Regions from separate parts of the Mus musculus genome. Here region 1 is linked to region 2. A link is a contact called in public HiChIP or PLAC-seq data. All regions are on one chromosome and are shown on one strand. The core of a region is the stretch at or near the end of the contact, and the rest is flanking DNA. Distances in the headings are between cores, read along the strand shown. Region 1 holds the start of Atp6v0c (ATPase, H+ transporting, lysosomal V0 subunit C). Region 2 overlaps Pdpk1 (3-phosphoinositide dependent protein kinase 1).

Region 1 (6,781 bases), core at 1,792-4,291, 42 kb after region 2:
TAGGGGAGATCAACTGGAGGACTAGGGGAGATCAACTGGAGGACTCGGGGAGATCAACTGGAGGACTCGGGGAGATCAACTGGAGGACTAGGGGAGATCAACTGGAGGCAGAACAGACAGCTTGTCTTTTCTACAGATTCTTAGAGGCCCAGACACTGTCCAACAAAGATCTGCATCTTCAATCCCTGAGTCCACTTCAAGAGATAGTTCCTGGAGCCATTCTGGTCACAGTGCATTTCTTGGGCCCTACTGAAAGCCAAGTCCATGCTGAGCTGTATCACGTAGTACAGAAAGTGTGTGTTCCAAGGGCTCACACTTCTGAGGCATGCTTGAAAACACCAAGAATACAGGTTGCCGTGCAGTACTTTAAAGGTGAGATCTCAACACAACTCTGTACCCCAAAAGGTGATACTCCAAGAAAGGTGAGTGAGTCAGGTCCTTCCCCAAAGTATAGATCATGGAGCTGAGGATGGGTGACAAGAAGATAGAGGATGGAAAACAGGGACACTGTCGGAGATCAGGGCAAAAGGAGGAAAAAAATTTAGCCCAGGCCCAGACAGTAGCAGCTACCCAGAAGAGCAAGCATGATAGGCTGCAGAAGGGAGACCTGCTGAGAATGCTAATTTAATACAGCATGGTCTGGAGGCACTTCCAGGAAATCAACAAATACAGGGAGGAAGTCACAGAAAATACAGAAAAGAAGTAACTGGCAGTTTCATGGAGAACATGATGAGGAAAGAACAGGATATTTGTCATAAGGGAAAAAAAGGGAAGTTAGATTGTTAGCATGAAACGGAGGCCTCAAGGATGCGTTAAAGAACAATGGTCTGAAAACTTGGTTAGTTAAGTCCAAGGGAGACCAAGGGTCAGTCACTGAGACGAAGCTTGGAATTCTCCCAGCAGCAACATCAGAGGCTGGAAGGATTTCTTTACGTAATGGGAGGACAAGACATTGTACAGAATAGCATGCCTAAAAGGAAAAAAAAGAAGTCAGAAGGTGATTCAGCTGGACAAGTAAGAGGCTAACCCCCACAGGACTGTGAGACGCTGGTGTGAAGGATCAGACAAGGAAAGCCGAGGTCAGCTTGCAATAGTGCAGACACACCTGTTGGCCAGCTTTAGCACATGCAAGGTCTTCATACAAGAGATCCTAGAAGCTGGGTGCAGAAAAAGAACTGTGGAGAAATTTGGAGTTGCAGGAGCCATCGTGACAACCAGAGCATGACACCCACATGGTCAGGGATATATTGCTGTGTTCCCTGAGACTCCTCCACTATCTGGGAAACAGTATGGACTCAAGAAAGATTTGCTGGATTAATTTATGAATGAGTGACAAAAATTAATCATAGGTGGCTAAAACAGGGGAACCTATGGACACATTATTCTGGGTGCAAAGAGCAGAAAAACATGCTTGGCAGCTTTCTCTAAGGAGACCTGAAGTGTGGGGAGAAGAGTCGTGGTGGGAGAGGAGGGAAGGAGAAGTCCAGGCCACATCTCCCACCACAAATGACCACTTACTCTAATGCTGTGGGTACAGCAGGGCTCTCTCAGCAGCACCTGACAGGTCCAGGCAGGGGAGGTCACCACTGACAGACAACCCTCTACCCCAATCTGCACCCTACAGGTGTTTACAGTCAACAGACACTGTTTGGAGTCCAAACTCACCAAGTACCTGCACAGAGAACCAGCCTCTCCATTTGCCAGGTAGGGTGGGGCAGGGCGAGGTCAGTTAAGCCAAAGACCAGACCTTCCAGGGGAGGCCCAGGCCAGACCAGTCCCCGGCCAGGGGCTGTGACTTACCTCCCTCAATCCCACATTCTTGGGTCTGGCCCAAAGCTTTTCTCCCAGGAAGGCCAATTTTCACTAAAATTTGACACTGAAGAATTGTCAAGGCCCAACTTCAAAAGCAAGATGCCATCAAGAACCTTGCTAGGCTTTTCCTTTTCTGGGCACGGAAGCGTCGCCCAGTTCCAGCCCCTCACCCCCCTAGAAGAGGAAGGTCATTCATTCACTCATCCATTCATTAGGTCCAGGGCTGAAGATCAAAGATGTAATCGTGTAAATGCAGGCACTCTAATGCCGCCCTCCCACCCACCTCAAAGCCCAGATCCCCAGCAGCCATCCACTAAAGTGCTCCTACCTAGGCCAAACCCACTTCCATAAGCTCTAACCGGAGTCCTTGCAGGTTCCCAGGACCAACCCCTCAGTCCAGTTTTCCTAACCAACCCACACCGATGACTGAACTATTGGGAAACCGAGACAAGCCTCAACCGGAAACACCTGCCTCACCCAGGGTAGAGACCCACCTGACCCCGGGCAGCTGGGCCGCCATAAAAGCAGGGCTTGTGAACCTTAGCGGGGACCCAGGCTCCCTCCAGCCAAGAGGCCAGGGACTCCCGTCCTGGGCCTGCCCCCGCCTACGGACTGGCGCCTTTCAAGATGTGATGTCACACCTGCCTGCAGAATGCGAGGGGGCACAGCATCGCGCGCCGCCCCCCGCGCCCCCCACCCCACCCTCATTCCTACTTCCCAGGACTAAGATGGCAGCCACACTGCCGCCCCACCCCCACAGAAGCGAGGCACAGGAGGCGGGCTGATAAGACCCGCAGCCGGATCAAGCCCCGTGCTCCACAAATCCATCAGTCCCCACCACCCCCCCAAACCTGCGCCCGTAAGGCCCGACACCCACATAGCTGGGAATGACGTCAGAGTGACGTCACGCCCAACCCCCAGTGAGCAGCGGTCTAGAGTCCCGCATCGCTTCGGCATCCCCTGCTCCTCCTGCAGCGATGCTCACCGCTGAAGACCATGGCGGACGAGGCGCCCATGACACCGAAAAACGAAGAATATTCGGGGTTGTTCTTGATGTCAGCCATGTCTGCAAGCAGGGAAAAGACAAGCTCAGCGGGCGGCGGCGAGCTAGGACAACGGGACAGCGAGCGAGGAGGCAAGCGAAGATCGTCGAGGCAGCGGATGGGAAGGCGACCCCGCCAGTCAGGCGCTGCGCTCTAAATACCAGCACCGCAAAGCAAGATGGCGGCCGCGCTCGCGTCACATGATCTGTCCCCGCCCCCACGGGCTGTACCACTTTGCGCCGGTGGGGGAGCGAGGCTCCAGGCTCGCCGGCAGCCCTTGGACAATTTATGGGCCCTGGCACCAGTCCTCGGGGCCCGGGGCCCAACGCTCAGCCTTGCCTGGGTCTTCGCTGGCCCGCGGCTCCACGCAGTCGTCTTCTCGAACCCTACGGGTTTTGGGATCATCGGTCCCCCGGGGCGGAGCCGTAGCGCTCATATTAGCATACAGGGTGGAGCGAACGCTAGCCCACCTTCACTGCGGCTGCGCAGAACTCACCGGTGTTCGAGTACCCGTGTTCGTTTTCCCTGTGTTCACTGCTCACGGACCTCAGGCACTCCTGCTGCATAAGACTCAGGTTAAAGTAGTGACATCTAGCAGCACTACAGAACTTATAACAGAAGAAATCCCTCGTGTTGGGCTTCGCTGTCTCCGCCAACCCCCAGGAATACCACGCCCCACCTCTCCGGGCTTTAAAGTGCAACAGCCCTAGGTGTTCTGTAGTCACCTTCTTCCATACCTAGGCTCCTGCAGATTCAGGCCCACCGTATTCCCTTTAATTCCGGTGGTGGTTGTGGGTCCCTCACCTGACCCCCTCTTGTATAGCTGTCTGCCCACAAAGACGTAGGCATGGCTGTTTTTCTATTTATTTTTCTACTTTATTTTTGAAACGGGGTTTCACTGTGAAGTTCTGGTTAAGCTGGAATTTGCCATGTAGACCAGTTCCGTCTTGTCTGCCTCTTGAGTGCAGGGGGTTAAAAGCACCCTGCTTGATGGGCTTTCAGCATTGACACCTGTGAAAGGTAACCCAGATTTCTGAAAGTCTCAGAAAGACCTGATTGCCCTTCTAGCACCCATGCAAGGCCTACCTGTGCCAGGCCTCCTTTCTAGACCACTGATGGAGGACTGGTTTCCCCAGCAATGGAGTGGCTAAGGCTACCTCTGCCCTCCAGATACCCTTGTAGCAGCTTACGCACCCCAGCTGCCTGCCTTCCTTCTACCTATCAACTCAGGCTGCCTAGTTTCCTTTACCCTTCCCTCCTGAGCAGCCACGACCTAGCCTAGACCTCCCTTGAAACTCAAGGTCACATTCTAAGACCAGTGGGTTCTCCAAGTGGTCTCAATGCTAATACCTCAACTTCTCCATGCAGGCAATAGAGACACCTTCCCATCCTGCTACCTTCTCAGTCCTACATTTCACAGCAGAAAACTCCCTGTGTCCCCTTCCCACCTTGGCTGAATCCAGTCTACCACCCTTTAAACTGGCCCGTAGAAGAGCCTTTGTCTTGTTTCAGAGAGGACGTTACTGAGAGCAGCTTTAGCCCTTCCTCCACCCTCTCTTGCTCCATTCTGACTTTTGAAAAGAGGAATCTTCACTCTTGCCCCCACGCCTTCACCCTGTCTCTCTCCAACTCCTTGCCCTTGCCAAGGTCACACTTCCTTTCTAAGCCAGCACACAGGGCCTCGGTACTGCTATCTCCAGTGCTTCCTCCCTCTCCCCCTCTCTTTCTCCTGTGTGCCTAGAGCCTGAAGAAGTCAGAAGAGCTCGTCAGATCCCCTAGAGCTAGAGTTAGTAATGCCTGTGAGATGCCAGGTAGGTGCTGGGAATTGGACAGAAGTCCTCTACAAGAGCAGTGAGTGTTCTTAACCACAGAACCTTGCTTTAGTCCCCATGGGTTTTTTGTTGTTGTTGTTGGTGGTGGTGGTGGTGGTTTTGGTTTTTGGTTTTTCGAGACAGGGTTTCTGTGTGTAGACCAGGCTCGCCTGGAACTCAGAAATCCGCCTGCCTCTGCCTCCCAAGTGCTGGGATTACCATGCCCGGCCCTTGGTTTGTTTTCTATTCAGCACTTAATATCCCACAATTCTTTGCTGCTTAATCATGTGCTAGGTAGGTCCTTCTTGGTGCGCTTCCCTTTGCTGTCTGCTATCCTCCAGCACCAGTTCCCAGGTCTCCTTACTTACTACTCAGAACCCATTTTCCCACAGGAAGTCCTCCTGACATCCCCCATGTTTCTCCTCTCCCTCCCCTAAGTGTCCCCCTCTGGCCCTTGCATCGAAGGTTGTTGTGACTTTTTTTTTTTTTCAGACATCCAGTAGGGTGCCCAGATCTGGCCACCCTAGTAACAGAGCTAAGCACCTAACTATATGTCAGGGCCTATGCTGAGGCATTTGAGGTTATTGTCATGCCTACTCTTAGTCACTGGTTAGTGAGACAAACCTAGGAAGACTAAGAGCCTTCCTCCAGTCACCAGCTAACAAATGAAGGAATTACAATTCTGGTCTAGGGCCCGCGCTAGTGGCTGAACTACCAGGTGAGCCACCATCTCTCACTTCGTTCCATTTCAAACCTCCCACCCAGATCTTCCAGGCACTGTGCAGGGCCTCTACTCTGAGTGGACTCTAGGAAAGAAACCACAAGAGTGCATCCCTGCCTTCTCCTTTACTGTTACTTCCCCCTTGGCATGAAATCATAGGTCATGAGTTCTGGCCTGTCACTGTCAGTGGGGATTTCCAGACACAGAGAGGGAGGGGCTTGGAAATGCACATCAGAGACCCATAAGGAAAGGGACAGAGATGGAAGCTGGGCTCCTTAAACAGCCGATGGCACTTTCCAAAGGTCCTAGAGAGGAGGCAGAGAAGTTCAGACACTTCTTAACATCCCAAACAGCCGTAAACTGGAAAGACCAGGGAAGCTATTCCCAAGAAGGAAAGACCAGGCTTGAGAGTACACAGCTGTCACCTCAGCACCATGGGCTCTGAGGCAGAAAGACTGTTAAGTTCGAGGCCAACCTGGGCTACATTGTACTGTCTCCAAACAACAACAACAAAAAAAAAGGGGGTGAGACAAAAGAAAAGAGAAAAAATGGGAGGAACAAGGGGAGGGGGAAGGGAAGTAGACAGGGAGGGAGAAGCAGTAGCCTTTACAGGAACATCAAGAACCGTGTGACCCAGGAAAAGCCCTGCAGCAGCCTCCTTCCAACCCACCACAAAGGCATGGGGGTGGAGAGAGAGGAACCTGGGTGAGATAGAACCACGTGTGGCCCAGACATGGCTGGTGGAAACATTAAATAGCATAGGTAACGGTACTATTCTGAAAAATGGAACATGATCAAAGGCAGCTTGTTCTTTTTTTTTTTTTGGTTTTTCAAGACAGGGTTTCTCTGTGTAGCCCTGGCTGTCCTGGAACTCACTTTGTAGACCAGGCTGGCCTCGAACTCAGAAATCCACCTGCCTCTGCCTCCCAAGTGCTGGGATTAAAGGCATGCACCACCACTGCCCGGCGGCAGCTTGTTCTTTAAAAAAAAAAAAAATTAAACTAAAAACTAGTTGAGCCATGTATGGCAGTGGACATCTGTAATCCCAGTGTTTAAGAGGCTGAACAGGATGGGAAATCTTGAGGCTAGCCTGGGCTATACAGACATAAGGGTGGCACTGTAGAGTGTGTGTTTAGCAGCGTGCATAGGGTCCTGGATTTAATTCTTAGCACCAGAAATAAATACCTATAGACTACGGATCAAAGAAATAACAACAGGGAGGGCTGGAGAGAAGGCTCAACGGTTAAGAGCACTTGCTGCCCTTGAAGAAGACCTGGGTTTTAGTCCCAGTATCCATATGACAGCTCATGGCTGTCTTGTAACTTGTTATAGGGAGTCTAACGCCATCCTCTGGTCCCATGGCACACGGGCATATGTGCAGGTGATCACCCACA
Region 2 (7,811 bases), core at 4,202-6,701:
TAACTCTGAATAAAGTTGGCAATTGCATGAGACTTTAGTCCACTTCATTTTTAGGCTCTGCTCTCCCAGATTCATGTACCTGAGCAGAACAGGAAATACACCATATGCTATGGCACATGTTTGTTCACATACACAAAAGTAGTAAAAAAAATTTAAATAGAAATTCATGGAAAATTAATGAGATACTTTTTTTTGTTTCTTTGGTTTGGTTTGGTTTTGGTTTGATTTGGTTTTTTGAAGCAGGGTTTTTCTCTTTGTAAGCCTGGCTGTCCTAGAACACACAGAGATCTACCTGCCTCTGTCTCCCAAGTGCTAAGATTAAAGGCATGCACTACCATGCCTGGTGACATATTCATTCTTAGATGAAAATACAGAGGGTCATGGGAATGAAAAGATGGCTCACCACTTAAGAGAACTGGATGCATTTTTAGGATACAGGCTTGGTTCCCAGCACCCATATGCTGGCTCACAACCACCTAACTCCAGGTCTAGGGGATCTGTTGCCCTCTTCTGGCCTCTGAGGGTACCAAACATGCATGTAATACATAGACATACATGTTGGCAAACTACTCCTGTGTCCACCAAAACCAGACTCAATAGAAGAATGCAACACATTGCTCTGCTGAGTGTTTTAAGAAATTATCAATCTATGAAGCAGCTCAAAATTGCTAAACGTAACAAACATTTGATCAGCAAACACACTGATACAAACAAATATGAAGGCAAAAGAAAACAAATAATTGGCGGGTTTCTTCTCTGCCTTATCTCAAGTCACATATCAGAAGTTTTCTGGAGCTTCAGACAGTAGCTTCACTAACCCTCTGGTAGAGACTAATTTCTAGGTACATAAAGGCTTATTTTTGCTAACTGTAGAACCATACATTGGTAAAGCACCTCAGTCCCTAAATACCTGGTAGGTAGCAAGTTAACCATGCATGGGCAGCCTGGTCTGCCCAACGAGAGAGGCTTGGGTAGTGATGTTCCTGAACAAGATGGTTCTCAGGTATTTAAAAGGAAAAAAAAAAAAATCAGGTCAGTCATGACAGCCCATGCCTTTAATCCTATTGAAGGCTACTTCCCTAGCATAGCTATAGTCATTTTGTTCCATGCCTGTCAGCTATTTCATATTGTTACGGTAATATGCCTGCCAGTCACTGACACAGAACAGGGTCAGGTTGACCACATACATACCCTGTTGTGTTCTGAGGTTTGTTAATCTTAAGAAATTTCACAACTATCGGCTTCACATAGGACCCATCAACGGTCAATCTGAACTGTTACTTCTTTTTTTAAAAAAAGATTTATTTATTTTTTATTTATATGAGTACACTGCAGCTGTCTTCAGACACACAGTAGAAGAGTGCACCGGATCCCATTACAGATGGTTGTGAGCCACCATGTGGTTGCTGGAATTGAACTCAGGACCTCTGGTAGAGCAGCAGTGCTTTTAACCACTGAGCCATCTCTCCAGCTCCAACTGTTATTTCTAAAATGGCTTGAGTCAGGGCTGACCACCAGGTAGCACTTCTAGCACCTGTGTATGAGCTCATTGTAGTTTTGTGGTTTTGGCCTCTATAAGCTGGCCCTGAGAAATATTCAGCTCAAAGCTTTTAGCTGTTGCCCTTGTTGATCAATCTTTAGGTATGTGTTCAATAAACCATCCCTGTCTGACTGAGATTGGTGTTCATGTGGTTTGTGAGACAACTCCAGACCCCCAACAAATCCCAAAACTCAGGAGGCAGAGGCAGGTAGATCTCTGAATTCAAGACCAGCCTGGTCTAAATACAGAGTTCCAGTCAAGCCAACAGTTTATAGTAAGGCCCTTTTTCAAAAGAAGGAAGGAGGGTTCATCAATTATACAGCCACTCTAAGGAGAATTTTTTTTTATCCATGTGCAACTTTGGGGGGAAACAAGACAAAACAACATCCAGTACACAACAACCTACCAATGAGTTAACAGTGATGATTTCTGAGGAAAGGACAGACTAACTCTTAACCTGAACAACTTTTAACCTTAACTGCTACAAAGGATAAAGAATGCTCTGGAGCAGCAGGAACAACCACCAGAACAGGCTCTAGAGAGGAGAAGATGTGGGCAGGTGGTCTTGGTGGGAACAGACATGAGTTTCTGAAGAACCTTATCAATGAGAAAACATGAGGTCTCAAAAGCCTTTTGGACTTCCAGGTTCATTCATTCAGTCATTTGTTCATTAATTTCTTTTGTAATGAGTGATTAAACACTAAGTGATATTTGCTAAAGAACAGATAAATGAACTAGTACCTTCAGAATGCAGATTTGTGTACAGAACAGGAAGAAATCAGTAATTATGAGAACTGTTTTAGAAATAGCATGATAATCCAACCTGTGGACTTAAAATTCCATTTCCAGGCCTGGAGAAATCAGTGAGTAAGAGCATTTGCTCTTACACAAAATCCACATTCAGTTCCTAACATGGACATGGTGCCTCATAATCATTTGTAACATCAGTTCCAGGGAATCCAAAACCCTCATCTGGCCTCTGTAGGCAACAGGCATACATGTGGTACACATACACACATGAGAACAGTCATACACATAAAATAAATAAAATAAACTTTTACAAAAATCCCATTTCACCGTCAAAATATCTTGGGTAAAATTTAGAACATCTATTTAGAAGCTTTACTAAGTGCAACCTATTCTTAACCAGAAAACAATAATAGCAACAGGTTCTTGCTTTTCCTTTGCTAAAATTAATTAACTCTCATTGAAGTTGACAACTAAGAATAACTGTGTTTCTAATCTGAAATCATATTATCCGCCACTTAAACATGAATCTTTCCTTGGGAATTAAATTCATTCAACAAATGTCTCTCACCACAATCTAGTTGGAGAATCAGAATGTTGTTTCAGGGCCTGCAAGGCACAGTGTACTTCCCTTCCAGACAAGAGATCTGCCCCTGGCACTTTGTAATCAGCCTCCAGCTTTAGCCCTAGTTCCTTTCAAGAACCTTGGCCTGCAGGACTCCAAGTCAAATGCTAAGATGAACATATGAATATTTGTTATGCAGAAAGAACCTTCCTGCAAGGCTTCAAAGTGTGTGTGTGTCGGGATGTGTGAGAGTGCACACACACACACACACACTCTCTCTCTCTCTCTCTCTCTCTCTCTCTCTCTCTCTCTCTCTCTCTCTCGCTCATGCGCGCGCAGGCAGGCATTCCCCTAGTGTCCCAGCCTTATTCAACAAGGTAGTCTATGATCTGACGAGCTAAGGTCTCTCAGCTCCTCCAGCCATATCACTGCTGCAGTTAGACTGCTTCTATCCACTCACATTGACTCACTATACCCTCCCCTCCTAGTGTTCTTCAATTCTATCCCAGAAGGTATGGATTATCCATTACCATCAACAGCATCTCTCCAAGCAAGGTGCAAGATTCTTTGGGACCTAAACAAGGTCTATCATAAAGTTCCAGAGCCCTGAAGACACTGTGTTTACCCAGCATTTCCCATGTATACATGTACAACCATACTACTATGACTATTACATTTGAAAGACCCTAAAAGGAAAATGCTGGATTGAGTCAAACTTTTATTTTTACTTAGAAGCTATTCTGTGCTTAAAATAGGAGAATAATGGGGCTGGAGAGATGGCTCAGTGGTTAAGAGCACTGACTGTTCTTATGAAGGTCCTGAGTTCAAATTCCAGCAACCACATGGTGGCTTACAACCATCTATAATGACATCTGATGCCCTCTACTGGTGTGTCTGAAGACAGATACAGTGTACTTACATATAAATAATAAATAAATCTTTTAAAAAATAGGAGAATAACAAAACCAGTCCCCAAAATACTATTCAACCAAGTGGGTGAAGGCCATTGGACAGGAATCCCCTCTAGCAGAATCAATCAAGAGCTCAGTTTTTATCCCTAACCATCTTCCTGCTGGGCTCCACCTTCTGGATAAAGAGGTTCTCACTGAAATCAATAACCAAGCAAAACAGTGTCACTATGCATGGCTAAGTCCAGAGGAGAATTTCAAAACATTCTCAACATGCACAGAAACATTTGTAGATCTTTCTATACAAGTATGACACACACACCTCTACCAATTTAGAATTGCTGTCACCAGAAAAAGGAATAAAAGGACAGCCTGGGATTCCACATTCTTGCAGCTAATTCTAAGTACCTAACCACAGGTTTCAACAAACCAGAGGTCCTCTGACCCTCTCTGCCTATCAGCCACTGTTGGTGAAGATCCCAGTTATCAGCATCCAGAAAATAATGTCACCCTTTCCTCAAAGTACCTCCCCATTATATGCAGTGCTGGTCTATCTTATCTTCTTATCCACCCTACCTTTATGTGTGTTGTGTGTAAATATGGATGCATGTGGGGATACACGAAGTCAGAGGTTGTCATCCGGTGTCTTCCTCAATCACTTCTCAACAGCATTTTTTGAGACAGTTTTTCCACTAAACCTGGAGGTCAACAACTGAGTGGGCGGGCTGACAATGAGCTACAGGTATTGGCCTGTCTCCAGCTACCCAGCACTGGGGTCACAGGTGCTTACCTGGCATTTACATGGATGCAAGGGTTCAGAACTCAAGTCCTTATGCTAAAGTGACAGGTACTTTCCTGACTGAGCCATCACCCCAACCCTTCATTTCTACCTTTCTACTATCTACTAATCACTTCAATCTGTGGGTCATAAGCCTTTTGGGGGTCAAATGACCCTTTTACAGGGTTCACATATCAGATATCTTGCATATCAAATATTTATAAAACAAGTCACAACAGTAGCAAAATTACAGTTGTAAAGTAGCAATGGAAATAATTTTATGGTTGGGGTCACCACAACATGAGGAACAGACTAGAGTCACAGCATTAGGAAGGTTGTGAGCCATTGCTGTAGACTGAGACAAACAAGCCAAAGCCCTGACTTGTCTGATATGCCTGCTGTCTTCCAAGTTTTGTACCTGAAGAAATTCCAGTCTTGGTTCAATCTAAAAAAAAACTACAAAGAGGCTGACATAGTGGCATGTGTTGTAATTACAGCTACTGGAAAGCTGAGGCAGCACAACTGTGAGTTTAAGGAAAACATGGACAAAATAAAAAGATCAAGTCTGAAAACAAACATTTAAGTTGGACATGGTGTCACATGAACTCAGAAACGGAAGAAGGATCTTAAGCTCACAACCAGCTTGGACTACAATAGTGAGTCTAAGTTAACCTGCTCTACTTAGCAAAATTGTCTTTAGAAATACATATTTTTAATTAAAAGCCTCAAACAGCCCTCACATTTGTATGTGACTCAAGGCAAAGGTCATACAATAAATGGTACAGTAGTTTTACCTGAAAACAAATTTGAGGTTTCAAAGCTAACCACAAAGATCACAAAAACCAAGACAGACTCCCTGCTGAGAAAGCAGCAAGTGTTGCTTGCCGTGTGCAGAAGGATGATACAAAGCACCATCTCCAAATGCAGTAGGAAACAGGGGTCTAGCCCTGATTTAAACAAAAACAGTCTCAGACTAGTAAGGTGGGTCAGCAGGCAAAGGCACTTTAACTTTTCCTTTCAATTGACTTCAGTTCCTGGGACACATCTGGTAGAAGGAAAGAAATGACTCCCGGAAGTTGTCCTCTGACCTTCACATGTACTGTGCACACGCCCATACCCACATAAGTAAAATAAATACATACAAGTAACTTAAACCTTAGTTTGTTATTGTTTGATTTAAAAACAAAACAAAACAAAAAACAAAACAAGACCTCTCTTCATAGCCCTGGCTGTCCTGGAACTCACTATTTAGACTAAGCTGGCCTCAAACTCAAGGCCTGCCTCTGCCTCCAGAGTGCTGGGGACTAAAAGTGTATGCTACCATGCCCAACTTTAAAAAAAAAAAAAATTTTTTTAAGAGAAACAAGTCCTGTCAAGAAGGAGTCCACTATTTGGATGGATCCTAGAGGTGTTTAAGCCTGTAGATAGTGACTGTCTGGAGAGTCTGTATTATAGGCCAGCTCCAACCTCTACCAGTCAGGAACTCTACAAATCTCCAGTATCTTTCATCTAGAAGGATTTGACTGGATAAGCAGGAAAGTCCCTTCCAAAACAAACAAACAAACAAACAAACAAACTACATTACATGACACACATTGAAAGCATCATGGACCACAGGCTTAATTTTAGTAAAGTACAATGAACTTCATCTAACATCATGAATGATGAGTCATGCAGGTATCATGAACTACAACAGGATGCAGGAGGCATCTTGATTCGATAGGGTTCCTTATAACCATCACACTGAAAACATCAGATGGGGGCTGGAGATGACTCAGAGGTTAAGAGCAGTGGCTGCTCTTCCAGAGGATCTGAGTTCAATTCCCAGCAAACACATAGTGGCTTACATCTATCTATAAATGTAATCAGATGCCCTCTTCTAGCATGCAGGTGTACATGAAGATAGAACACTCATATATATTAAATAAATAATTTTTTAAAAAAAGAAAAAAGAAAAGAAAAAAGAAGACATCAGACTGGACTGGAAAGCTGGCTCAGTGTTTAACAGCATTGGTTGTTCTGCTCTTCTGGAGTCCTGAGTTCAGTTCCAAACAACCACATGGTGACTCATGGTGAATTATGACCATCTACAGTGGATTCTGATGCCCTTTTCTGACATCAGAAGATATATGTCTGCAGGCATACATGTAGACAAAGCACTCATATAAACAAACAAATAAACCTTAAAAAAAAAACATCAGACAAATCTAAATCATGGGGCATTCTATAAAATATTTAACCAGTATTCTCTCCCACAAAAAATAAAAAATCATGAAAAATAAGAAAAGTCACAGGATCAGAGGGATGCAAGAGGCATTGACAGCTAAACGCAACATAGCATTCTAGGGAGAAGTACAGAAGTCCCAAATATGTCTTAAGTTCCTCCAGTAGTGCTGTCCTATGCTAACAACCTGGTTTTGAAAGGTATCCACAACCAGGCAAGCTGAGTCAAGTGTTTATTGTAACTAAGTATTTCAAAATAAAGTTTATTCATTTAGTTTTTGAGACAGGGTCTCTCTGTAACCCTGAATGTCCTGGAAATAGGTATGTATAGATCAGCTGTCCTTGAACCTACAGAAATCTATGTACCTGTCTCCCTGCTTGGATTAAAGACATGAACACCAGTGCTCAGCTCTACATATAATTTCTATTTATATAGGATCAAAGGACAACTTGGTAGAATCTGTCCTCTCTTTCCACATTAACATGTTTGAGAAATCAAACACACATGTACAAAATAAATAAATGTAATTTAAAATTCAAATAATACTAATGATTTTTGTGAGGTAACTATCATGCTAGTTTTGCATAAACTTATAGAACTTGTAAACACTTTGGGTCAATATTCAATAAATATTTGAATATAGGATTACTGAAAGAAAATAATCTGAAATAGAAAGAAAGGGTTTAGTGTAAGTTTGGTTTAGTTTTATTTGGTGGGAGGGTAGGGAATCTATATAGCCCAGGCTAGACTCCAACTCATGATCCTCCTACCTCCAGAGATGTGGGATTAAAGGCTTGGTATGAATTTTTTTCTCACTTTATTTTTATTTATTTGTGTGTGTGTGTGTGTGTGTGTGTGTGTGTGTGTGTGTGTGTGTGTGTTTGGCTTGCATGTATGCCTATGCCAAAAACTGAACTTGGGTCCTTCAGAAAAGTACTAAACTGCTAAACCATCTCTCCTGTTCCAGTATGAATTTCTTTTTTTTCTTTTCTTTTGTGTTTTGTTGGTTTTTGTTTGTTTGTTCATTCATTTTTTGACAGGGTTTCTCT

What was found. HiChIP or PLAC-seq counts read pairs in DNA pulled down with a chosen protein or histone mark.
Region 1: a contact with region 2 is called in an H3K27ac HiChIP or PLAC-seq map of CD8 T cells, with 11 times the contacts expected there. The contact joins the promoter of Atp6v0c here to the enhancer-like site in region 2. A contact is called at or near these places in 5 of 39 promoter capture datasets (the C10 cell line, the HPC-7 cell line, cranial neural crest and 2 more), 3 of 15 datasets of contacts at CTCF or cohesin (CD8 T cells, the NIH/3T3 cell line and embryonic stem cells), 4 of 484 Hi-C or Micro-C datasets (the MNK3 cell line and embryonic stem cells), 10 of 115 datasets of contacts at active chromatin or transcription factors (CD8 T cells, the HPC-7 cell line, the SCID.adh cell line and 4 more) and 3 of 9 other capture datasets (adipose tissue, liver and pancreatic islet).

The regions. Positions count from the first base shown.
Region 1 is chr17:24,166,409-24,173,189 of GRCm38.p6, forward strand. Atp6v0c (ATPase, H+ transporting, lysosomal V0 subunit C) reads right to left here and starts at 3,042. Exons shown (of 3, transcript NM_009729.4): 1 at 2,798-3,042. The coding sequence starts at 2,876.
Region 2 is chr17:24,121,535-24,129,345 of GRCm38.p6, forward strand. All of the region lies in intron 1 of Pdpk1 (3-phosphoinositide dependent protein kinase 1), which reads right to left. Among named protein-coding and RNA genes, the nearest start is that of Gm33409, 16 kb to the right of the region's middle. Within about 2 kb of position 5,452, at least 29 of the 459 cell types and tissues checked have an H3K27ac peak or open chromatin away from gene starts, as enhancers often do. A contact at or near this core is called in CD8 T cells, the MNK3 cell line and the SCID.adh cell line, where this site is marked.